Regions from separate parts of the Drosophila melanogaster genome. Here region 1 is linked to region 2. The links are chromatin contacts, called in public targeted proximity ligation maps. All regions are on one chromosome and are shown on one strand. The core of a region is the stretch at or near the end of the contact, and the rest is flanking DNA. Distances in the headings are between cores, read along the strand shown.

What was found.
Region 1: a targeted proximity ligation map of the Kc167 cell line shows a contact between it and region 2, with 3 times the contacts expected there. A contact is called at or near these places in 4 of 107 Hi-C or Micro-C datasets (the D17-c3 cell line, central nervous system, embryo and 1 more) and 1 of 7 datasets of targeted methods (the Kc167 cell line).

The regions. Positions count from the first base shown.
Region 1 is chr3R:25,648,733-25,653,945 of dm6, forward strand. lncRNA:CR45917 (long non-coding RNA:CR45917) reads left to right here and starts at 1,840. Exons shown (of 1, transcript NR_133452.1): 1 at 1,840-2,825. It overlaps jigr1 (jing interacting gene regulatory 1), which reads left to right. Exons shown (of 6, transcript NM_001347754.1): 4 at 154-380; 5 at 453-765; 6 at 832-3,142. The coding sequence starts at 167. The coding sequence ends at 1,315. mir-92b (mir-92b stem loop) reads left to right here and starts at 2,666; the gene lies at 2,666-2,765. Tnks (tankyrase) reads right to left here. Exons shown (of 7, transcript NM_143153.3): 7 at 4,359-5,213.
Region 2 is chr3R:25,513,585-25,519,444 of dm6, forward strand. msi (musashi) reads left to right here and starts at 2,534. Exons shown (of 7, transcript NM_001276031.1): 1 at 2,534-2,765; 2 at 5,677-5,860.

The sequences.
Region 1 (5,213 bases), core at 590-3,089, 130 kb after region 2:
TTTTAATTTTTTAGTTTTTTAAGTCAGTTCGCTTTGAATAACTTTTTAGTTAAAAAAAAAGAGAAAACTGAAAAATCAAAACTTTAACAAATCACAAAATAACATTTAAATGGAAAATAATAATTCTTTCATTGTTGAAAATAACCATGGCAGGGCTGGAGGAGGAATGGAGAACCTGTCGCACTTGTATCCACCGCAGTTGCCAAAGGGGCGTGGTCGGCCTCGAGCGACATACGCCCAAACGGGCGAGTTTGATCTGGGTCTGATCCGGGAATACCGATCGCACCCAGTGCTGTACGATAGGTCAAACAAGCGGTTCAAGGACAAGCTGTATGTGGCCCATATATGGGAACAGATAGCCCACAAACTGGGCTACGATGGTGAGCAAGGGGATTAAACCAGTTTGAGATGACAGGAAATAATTCTAGGCATATTCCCATCTTAATTCGTAGCCACCAGTATAAGGGAACGGATGACCACGTTAAGGAATCGATATAACATCGAGAAGCGACGCGTCGAGAATGGCCTTTCCACACAGTCTTCACAATGGCCTCTATTCGAAAGCCTCCAGTTTCTGGGGGATCACATACGGCCCAGGCGCAGCTTTAAGAACATGAGCGTAAAGGAGGAGGATGAGGAGACCTACGAGGTGGACGATTGCCGGAGCGACAGCAACGGGCATATGAACAGCATCAAGGACGAACTGGAGGACGACTCCGAGATCTTCGATTGCGAGCAGGCACTCCCCGTGACCACAGTGTTAGGGTAAGTCCATGATCCATTGCTGCCTAACGTAACATTTGCTAATAACAAGACATCATTTCTTTTTAGGATTCCCCTGAATAACTCTGACGAAGCCAACAAGAGCCAGCGCTCGACGAATGGAGAAATGCCCAATGGCAAGGGCTACAATCACTTTGCGGAAAGCTATCACCGACGACACCAAAACCAGCCGGAGTACATCATCAGTAGTCCAATTGTTAATCCCATGAGGAGCAATAAGCGTGGATCACAGCACTTGGACGATCATCCGTCGAAACGCCGAGTCGACGACAGTCTGTCGATATCCGGATACTATCCAACACAACCTCTAGCCCCCTTGCCACCGGCGTACGCCAAATTCCGGGGATTTGGCGAGTTCATGTGCCACTCCCTGTGCGATATGCCAGCGGCCACTGCCTTGCGCTTGGTGCAGAAGTTCACCCGCGAATTGGTCCAGTCCTCGCTTCGCAACGAGGACAGCGGCAGCAAAGAAAAGACGGATGAGGTCGATCCGGTAGATCAGAGCAGCGAGTCGCAGGAGGAGGACGAGTAGATTTAAGTTACACTTTTAAATTGAGGGTAGGGATATTGGCACGCGTGTCTACATCTATGCGTATAGCATAAAAGCTGCATTGATGACAAATTCGATTAATTCATTTATGATTTAATTATACTCTTTTAAGTCTTCTAGCCTCGCAGTAACCGGGGTGGAAGATCCAAGCATTTCATTTATTAACATAATGGAAAAATACACTTATTTGCTTTGTTTTAAAGGCAGGGGAACGGGTCGACTAATCCAAATTGATTAATTTTCAGATTCGGCAAGAGCATAATACTCTATCTGTAAGATGCACATCTGTAATGGTATAGAATCCTATAAATCCTACATAAAGGACCATACATATTTTAAACAATAATTCACTTCATGGTTTCATTAAGGCGTCAACTGAAATGCAAATATACATTATGTATATAAGTCTGTGGGATCAGACGCAATTATGACTTCGCCACGAATGTGAGCGTCTTTCAGTCAGCGTTCCCCTTGCGCAACTCGGACCTCTATAAGGGCCATCATTATCTTACACAATAGTAATCTGCCCCTTTAAGGGGCATATACATATTTCCATTTCCCTTGGCAGACTTAAAGCAAACAAAAAGGTCCTTAAGTTTTATTACTTTCTGTATGCGAGAACCAACCCTAAAGCTTCTGAAAGCTTCCACCTTCGGCCCTTGAAGCTAAACTTTGATTACTATCCCAAGGAAATAGTTTCACTGAGGAAGAGCTATTCAAGCCAGTTGAACTGTAGGCCATGAATAATGCAATGGATAGCTGACCATGCTAATAAACTATCTACCACCTAATTTTACGCCCGTCTTAAAGGCCACCCAGAATCACTGGAGGTGTTTCCACGTAGATTGCTGATCGATGTTGTGGGACGTCCAACGCACCATCATTCCCATCCCGGGATATGGCGAGAAAATATGTGCCGGGAAAACTGGAACCTGCAGTCGGAATTGCCGGCACAGCCGAATGCCTAATGCCAAATGAAGTCTGAGTAGGCACATCTCCATTTGACCAAACTGGGTGGGGCCTCCAGGCCATTTCTATGTGCGTTGCCCCCTTGTTTACTCCTTTTTCTTTAATAATGCGTCTATATTTCTTAATTAAATTACAGCTTCTCGCATTTGGGAGTGAGTGTGTGTATGTGTGTGTAATTACAGTGTTTATGTGGCACTCGGACATTCCTGGCTCCTCTCTTCCTTTTCCCAGCTGGAGTTGGCTGACTTGGCGTATTGATAAGGCCCAGGCCCACAAAAGGAACGCGAAAGGTGAGTGGTATGGGGATTGGGCAGTTTGGAGTTTGGAGCGGATTGCATCCGAGATGTGAGTGCAGTGGTACATTAAAACGTCACCTGATGTAGGCCGTGCCCAGTGCTTATTTGTTGCATTTTCGAAATACAAATTGCACTAGTCCCGGCCTGCAATGAGTGTCGCAGTCGACGATCTACACAGTGCAAAATAATTTGTAAAAATAATTAAAAATAATAACTTCATAGATTTTTTTATTAAATTAGTTTTTGTGTGGGATCTAATCACTAATCTTGCAACAAATTTATAAAACGATCTACAAACATATCAATGTTGATCGTATCAGCTCCAAAATGACGCCCATTTTTTTCGGTGCTGCGAGCAGCTTGCCATTAAGCCTAACTTTAACTTAATGCTAACCACCATGGCCATAATGTGGTGCGGTTGTGCTGCGTTTTGCGTGCTGCTGTTCGTCAAAGTCAGGACCGTGTTGCCGTCTACTCATCTTGCCATCTCGAATGTCTGGCCCTGTAATTATATAATTTAATCAAATTACTTGCATATGTTGCCAAAAAATAAAAAAAATAAGAGAAGGAAATGCCAAAAAACTAAGGCCCGAAAAAGAGACGCACTGGAGCGGGCCGAAAGACTTGAGAAATGGCCAAATGCGGGCCAACATAAGTGGCAAGAGAAATGAAAATAAAAATAAATGCTTGCGACAGCAGCTCCTGGCGGCTCCAAAATGGTTTATAGCCGCATTTTTGACAGTGAAATGTGCCTGCGTGCGTTTTCTGCAGCGGTAAAAGAGGAAATCGGGAGGGGGAAAGAGAGATATTTGCGTACTTTAGCATTCATCATCATTATTCTTCCGTTGCGGTTGCATTTTAAACTTTTAGGCGCAGCTTAACGTGTCGGTCGACTTGACAGTTGCAAATTGCAAGCACATCTGCTGGCGGTCAAAAGCTAGCTGCTACGCACGCAATAGTCGTTACGACGAAGCTTTCGTTACCCTCTATTGGGTTCAAAGTTAATCACCTAATAGTTTTCCCAAAGTAGCGTTACTAAAGGAAAAAGAGAGAGCTTAAGATAATGAAATGACAGTAAGCTTTAACATTGAGCGACATAATCGTTAGGATGGAGCTTTCGTTACTAACTACTTTGATCAAAGCTAATAAACTAATATTGAAGCCAAAGTAGCCTTTACTTAATGAAATATGAAGATGGTTTAAATTAGCATTCTAAAATGAAATAAAATAAATACAGTGTAGATAAGGCTCTATAATATACATTTTAGAATGTGTTTACTAAAAGTATGATAACGAAAAAAAAACATTGTTTAAGATTTTTATATTGCGTTTATAGATGTAAAAATTAATTTGGGTTACATAGGTGAAGAGTTCATCTCTCATCCAATTCTCAAGCAATCATAAATGCAAAATTCATTTTAAAACAAAGTGTAGTGACTGAAATTGTTCAACTAAAAGTTCAATGTCAAGCAGATTGCTAGTTTCAAAATTAATAAACATATGCCTACGTATTTATACATCACTACCATGACTGGGAGTCATTCTCCATATGGCCGGATTATAAATAGAATACCGCATATAGTTTTTGACCCTTGCTCTTCACTGATTGCCTTCTGAAAATGTTAAGGCGCCATTTTAGTGAACCAATTGTACTTATTATTAAATTTATAATAAATATTCAAAACAAATGAATTCCGGTTATGAGACATATGAAATAACCCGCATAATATATTGCTTAAAAAGAAAAAAAAAACATTTTTCGATTGATGTATATGTATTTGTATATTTAAATTTAATTGGAGTTTTAATTATTGTTTAAATTAACTAAGCTTAAACACTTAAATAAACGCGCGAGCGTAATGTAATGTAATGTAATGCATTCATCGGCAAAGAACTTGTAACCTCGTATAATCGAATCGCATTTTCCGTATTTCGAATTAAAATCACTCAAAAACTGTGCTTCACTTTTGATTAACCCAATCGAATCCAATCCAATTCGATCCAAACCGAACGAATCCATCTCGCTAGCTCGCCCTTACGTGATATATTATAGAGTAATATAATAAACAACGAGAGAGAGAGAGACACACAGGACACGACATCTATAGCTAGTAATTGTAATAAAATAGACGGGAGGCCAACGGAGACATAGAGATCAATAACCACCAGCATGTCGTACCACCGTCACAACTCGTAGGTGATGTTATTCATGTGGTCGCGCGTCTTGCGCGCCTTGAAGGGGGCCGCAAAGTGCTCGTAGGCATTCTCCGCATTGTACGACGAACAGCGTCTTAGTCGATGATGTTGCAGCGAGCTGCTGTACGGAGCATTCCCGTGCCCGGCTCCCCCGGCCCCAAAGCAGCGCATGGCGGCGCACAGAAGACTGCACCAGCGCCACGACGAGGTGAAGGCGTAGAAGTGACGACTAGCACCGCCGCCACCACCATTACCACCTTTCGATAGCAAATGCTGGCGACTGTGATGCAAGTAGGGATTGTAATTCGAGCGGAAACTGCTGCTATCGCTGCTGTGGCCGCTGTCGTCGCTGCTGCTATCACTCCGCCGCAATCCAAGTCGAAACAGATTGCCATTGTTGTGGGCCGCATTGGCGAAAT
Region 2 (5,860 bases), core at 1,284-3,783:
GGACCAAAGACCATGGCAGAGTCATAAAATTTTCATCTGGCAGTAGTTTTAACGACTCAAATCGGACTTAAGGGCTCACCGAGGACATTAATCTCGGCGAGGAATGAGGAAGAATGGGTCCTCACTGAAATTTGCTAGCGTAAGCATTAATGAAATTGTTGTCATCCTCGTATGACTAAGCACTTAAGAAGTGTTCATAAGTGTTCATAACTATATAAAATTAAGGAATATTCTAGTATTTAAAAAAGGTAACTGTAATGGCTAAGGCATGAGTATATAGGTATTTGTAAAATAATTAATTGCCTAAAAACTTATACCCATTAATATTCACTAATAATTCTTGCATAAAAGCTGCATATATTTCTTCTATTGAGCCCTAAATCTCTGAAAGCGCTTTTTAATTTTATGGCTGTTTCATTATTAGGCCAATAACCGACGTTGCCCGCTGCTGGTTAACACCCTGCTCCTCTGCCCCTTAACCCCAGAAGGCCCCACGTGTTCGATTTTACTGCCGGCCAAGGGTTTCACTCCTTTCTGCTGATCAATAAAACGGAAGCTAAATCAATTAGCCAATGGCGGGGTAGTGGGAAACTTCTTGGCACTTTCATGAACTTCTGGCCGGTAATTAAAATCCACCCACAAATACCAATCTGTACTGGAACAGATTTCACTAATTACTTTTATGACCCAAATTTGCTGAATGCGCAGTTTGCTATAAATTTCTACCTTTGAGCGGTAATAAACTCTGGGAACATCAGTTGCAGACTAGATATTGCCATTGATATAGATCAATGGCTTATTTTGTCCTGTTGTCCTGTATTCCTGAATGGATCTTGGGGTCTTTGGGCAATCTACATCTATTAAAAAGTGTGGTAACTGTCAATAATCTAAAATGTATGGTATTAAAATATTTCAGTTGTTATAATTGTTGTATAATTGTTTTTAATTCTAAATTCCAATAACTTATTCTAAAATCTTTTATAATGAATTAAGAGGTATCTCTTAGTCCAGAAGACGTATGACGACTTTTTCTAAGAACATTTTCTTTTTATTCGTTTCAGTCACTTCTCTCGCCATTTCCGAACTAATCGAAGACGCTTTCTGGCAGAATTTATTGCTGCTTCGGCGGGGGCGTGGCAGGCGGTGGGCGGTTAAGATGTAGACGAAATGGAGGCGTGGCAGGGGCAAAAACTGCTCCTTTGACCTGTCTGCCTCAGTCACTGTTGTTGCTGTTGCTATTGTTATATATTTCTCCTTCTTTATCGCCCGAAGCTCTGCAAACAAGTTTCTTGTGTCCCGACAAAAAAGGAACCAACATGAAAAAATGGACCAAACAAAATAAGGGAAAATATATTACAGAAAAAAACTCTTTTTCGCCGTCAGCTGCTCGATTGCAGAAAACTCGTTGCGCTTGTTGCGCGTTTTGTTGTGAATTATAAAGAAAATAAAAAAAGGAGCAAATTTCATGAAATCTTGCTTAGGAATGGGTAGGCCTTTGATGTTTTTAGGCCGTCTAATAAGCCGCTGAAATTATTGTTTTAGATTTTTTTCTTCTGATTTGGGAGCGCCCGTCTGCGATTTTGCAAAAAATTTGTGTAAATTTTGAATTTTGCGGGGGCGTGCCGACATTTGGTAATTGCGGTGGGTGCAACAGGCGACAAAAACGCTATAAAATAAGCTATAAACTGGGATTAAGTCGTTGTTTAACAATCATATAAAAATGGTAAAGGTAAAATAATAATAAAGTGTGTGTTAAATAAAAATTACAATATTACAAGCATTTCCTTCAAATTAATTAAATTAAATTTTTTATTGCACTTAAGCAACAATTTTAAAGTACCGAAAAATACCAAGTAAATACCAAATGATGCTCATTTTCATTTCCCCACTGAAAAAGCCACAGCAACAACACTACGTCGCAGCATACGGGACCGGAAGTTAGAGAGCGCTCGAGTGCGAACGGGACAACAGTATGAGTCCCAAAAGTTGTTGCTGTCTCCCCAAATGGCGTTTTTTGAGCGACTTCGCCGCAAACAACAACGCGCTCTCAGTTTATGGGAGAGAGAGTTTGCTTGTTTTTGTTCCTTCGCTGGTGGTGTGGTGGGGGCGAGTGAACCGCTTATGTTGTGGGTGGTTGTTGCCATCGCATCGCAAGAGAGAGAACGATTCCGCTCTCCTTTTGGATTACCCTGTACTTCAGAAATTCCCAGAGTATATTGCGTTTGCAGAGTATTATTTTAAAATATATTTTATATTATATCTATTTTTTAAATAAAATTCCTAAAGTAATTTTTTAAATTATATTTATCATTGGGAAGTTAAGCTTAGTGTATCTAAAACTTATTGTATCTAAAAACCGGGTATCTGCAAGTTGGAAAACTCGACCACTTGTTTTATTTTATTATGCTTGCCGCAAACGACAAACAACCGAGAGAGATAGATCGACAAAGAGAGGAAGAGGTATAAAAAGCGAGAGGCGGTGAGAGAACTTTTCCGCGGGGGCCGCTTGTACTTGTATCTGTATCTTTCGGACTCAGTTTGCCTGCGACCGTTACAACAGCCAGTTGATTCGAAGCGGAGCGATTCGTGGATTCGTTTTCATCGTGTCGTCGTCGTTTTGTCGTTGATTTCCGTTTGTGCATGCAGATAAAGCCAGGTCTTAACTTGATTCTGGACTGGGCCGAAAATCGAAATCGAAACCGAAGTGGGCTAATGGAAAATAAACAAACAAACAAAGCTTGAATTTTGTTTGCCGCGCATTTAAAGTAATTCCTATTTGTCGCCCCTAGAAAATACAATAATAAGAAAATCTGTTTCTGACATGTTGCATGACTGAATTAAATTACGTGTTAAATTGTTAAGCTAAATGAACAAACCGCATCCATAAAACGGATGCCAGTGCATGCAAATTAATTAAAAATACGATTCGAAATCTCTCTACACATGCATGCACAACCCATCAAGCTTTATTCAAATCAATGACTTGAGCGGCTAAATAAAATATGTATTTCATGGCTATTAAGATTATAAACAAAATTTATCATTAAATCTAAAATCAACTTTCATGGTTTATTAACTAATGATATGTTTAACTAATGAATGCCAAAACATAAAGCAATTTAATTCGCTATGACTAAGAGACCGATAATCCATACAAAAGACGAGTTCAAGATATGTGTGTATAAATAATATAAAACAATGAACTCTCAGCTCGAGATAAAAAGCCCAGTAATTTGACTAAATAAAACATGTGTAATTAAATAAGTGCTTTACTAATAAATTGATACAAAATTCAATTCAAATGGATTAAATTTATATCAAATTTCGATTCGAGATTGGTGAACATTTGTGCACTGGAGAAAACCATCAATTTTTAAAACAGAAAAATCCATTATCAAACTACAAGCTGTGGTTAATGTTTACTGTGGTTGTTGTCGGTGACTAGCTCAGTTTTATCAACAACAACAATTTTGCGTTTCAGTTTTGTGTATTTCTCAACGAGTTGTGTACGATAAGAACTGAAAGGAGACCTAAGATTTGAAGAAAATCAGAAATGGCTCTAGGGAACTAACGATAATGAAATATTTTACTACAATTTAACAAATTGTCGTTATTTAAAAGAAATAAACACGCATAAGCCCGTGTACAGTTCAAAATCCCATGGAATATGTGACAATTAAATTAATTAAGCTTAAACAACAGATACGATAACTGAACACTTTCCAACCGAAATAAATTTGATTTGTAAATTTCACATAAATCAAAGCGAAATAGCTGGCAATCCTTCCCTTCAACTGAATTAAACAATTACTCTTTGTTTCTCAGTTTTAAGCATTCAAAATCAACAAAATGCGTCAGCTGCGAGCTGAGCTTTAAAAGAAATACGAGCTGAGCAAACAATATAAGATAAACACAGAAAGTCAAGTACAGTCAGTGCTCCAATTTTGTAACCCACAAATATATTTTAGGATTTTCCCAATAAAGTAAAGTGCAAATTGTTTAAAACGACAGCTCAAAAATAAGTCATGGTTTTTTTTTCGAAATATAAATAAAATAGTTTCTGTTCTTTACACTTTAATGACAGTAAGTTAGAGCCTATAAATAACAATTACTTGGAAATACTGAATTTAGTTGCATACATGCTACAAAGTAAGCTCTTAATTGTTTTTTTTTTATCATATTTTTCGACGTTTATAAGAATACGTATTTTATGAAAATCTGCAAAGTTGCTTAAAAAACCTTCAACATTTCCATGTTTGAAGGATAGATAATGGAGTTATCGTTGAGGGTGTTCCACTATTCCAGAGCTCACTTTAAATTGGGGGGAGAACAAAGCGGGCTATAAAGACGCTCGTTCGGCGACTCAGTGTGCTGGCTATATGCGACTATATGGCTATATTGTAGGCCTATTGTCTGGGGAAACTGCATGGAACTGCATATCGGAAATGATTATGGGGGGAGTACCAGCTTGATGACGGTAGAGGCGCGATAAAAGACACACAAAAGGGGGGAGAAAAAAAAAGGTTGGTACGTCATTAACTGACTCAGCCGCATGTTGCATCCAAGCTTTTTTTGTTGCTCCTTTTTCTGCTCAGTATTCACGTCCTGCAGAGAGAGTCCCAAAATCCAGAGAGAGAGCGTGGAGAGCGAGCGGAGAGGGAGAGCGGCAGAGCTTCAGCGCAGCACGGCGAAATTCGCTGAGCTCGCCTTAAACAGTTCGCAGCCGCTCCTTCACCGTTAGTTAAAAAAAATTCCTTGCCCGAAGCGGAAGGATTGTCGAATTTCGTGGATTTTTGCGAATATTTCCCGTGTAATTTTCGTCACGCGTCGTTTATTTGCACCAGCGAGTGTGTGTGAGTGTGTGTATAACGTACTGGTGTGTGTGCGTGTAAGTGACTCAACTCGAAGACATTTTTGTTTCTTTTGTCGAGGGACGCTTCTTTGGTTTTTTATTTCTCTTTCACATATTCGCATATTCTTTTGCGGCGAATTCAATGACGTCGCAGAAATTTGTTTTTATGCCATGAATTTATGTTTCTGTATGCGTGTGCATGTGTTTTTGTTCAAGCAAATCGATTAAATTTATGAAAAATTAATACGAAAACCGGCAGCGAACTATACAAAAACTATGCAAGCGATCCAAGACTCAAATGTTTTTAATTAAAAGCCGTGTGTGAAATATTATCAAACCGCAACGGCAAAAACAACAATATTTTATCACCATTTTGAGAGCGGCACGCACGTGTGTGAGTTCTTGAGTGTTAGTGTGTGTGTGTGTGCAGTGGCGTGTGTGTATGTGTCGAAAAAGCCGGCAATGGCAAAAGAGAATTCAGAATTCAGCATTGAAAGGCGAGAAGCAAAAGGCAAAAGCGAATGCCAAACAGCGAAAGTAAAAGCGTAAAGCCAAAACAAAGAAATGCCAAAGAAAACCCAGAAAGCCAAAAAAAATTGTTAAAATTAATAAACAATAATGCAAATCAATGTTATGGGAAATGGAAAAGCGCTTCAGATACAAATATCAATGAAAACACAAATATTGACAAATACATTTAATGTAAACATTAAAAAGTTGCATGACTATATACTTTTACTAATAAAATAACATAATGCATTCTTAGAAAAAATCCATAAAACATGTTATAACAATAGTTTAATAATACTTAATTTTTTTTCTAGAAAATCTGAAACCTTGCCATCTAATATTGGTGGTATTAAAATGAGTATTACCTAAGAAAAACAAAAATAATTCAGTGCGGTTATAAAATACATAATATTTAACAAAATAGTTGCAAAAAGTCAACAGAAAAGTGCAAAAAGAAAAAAATCTCAAGAAAAACAAAGTATTTGGTGCGACCTAAAG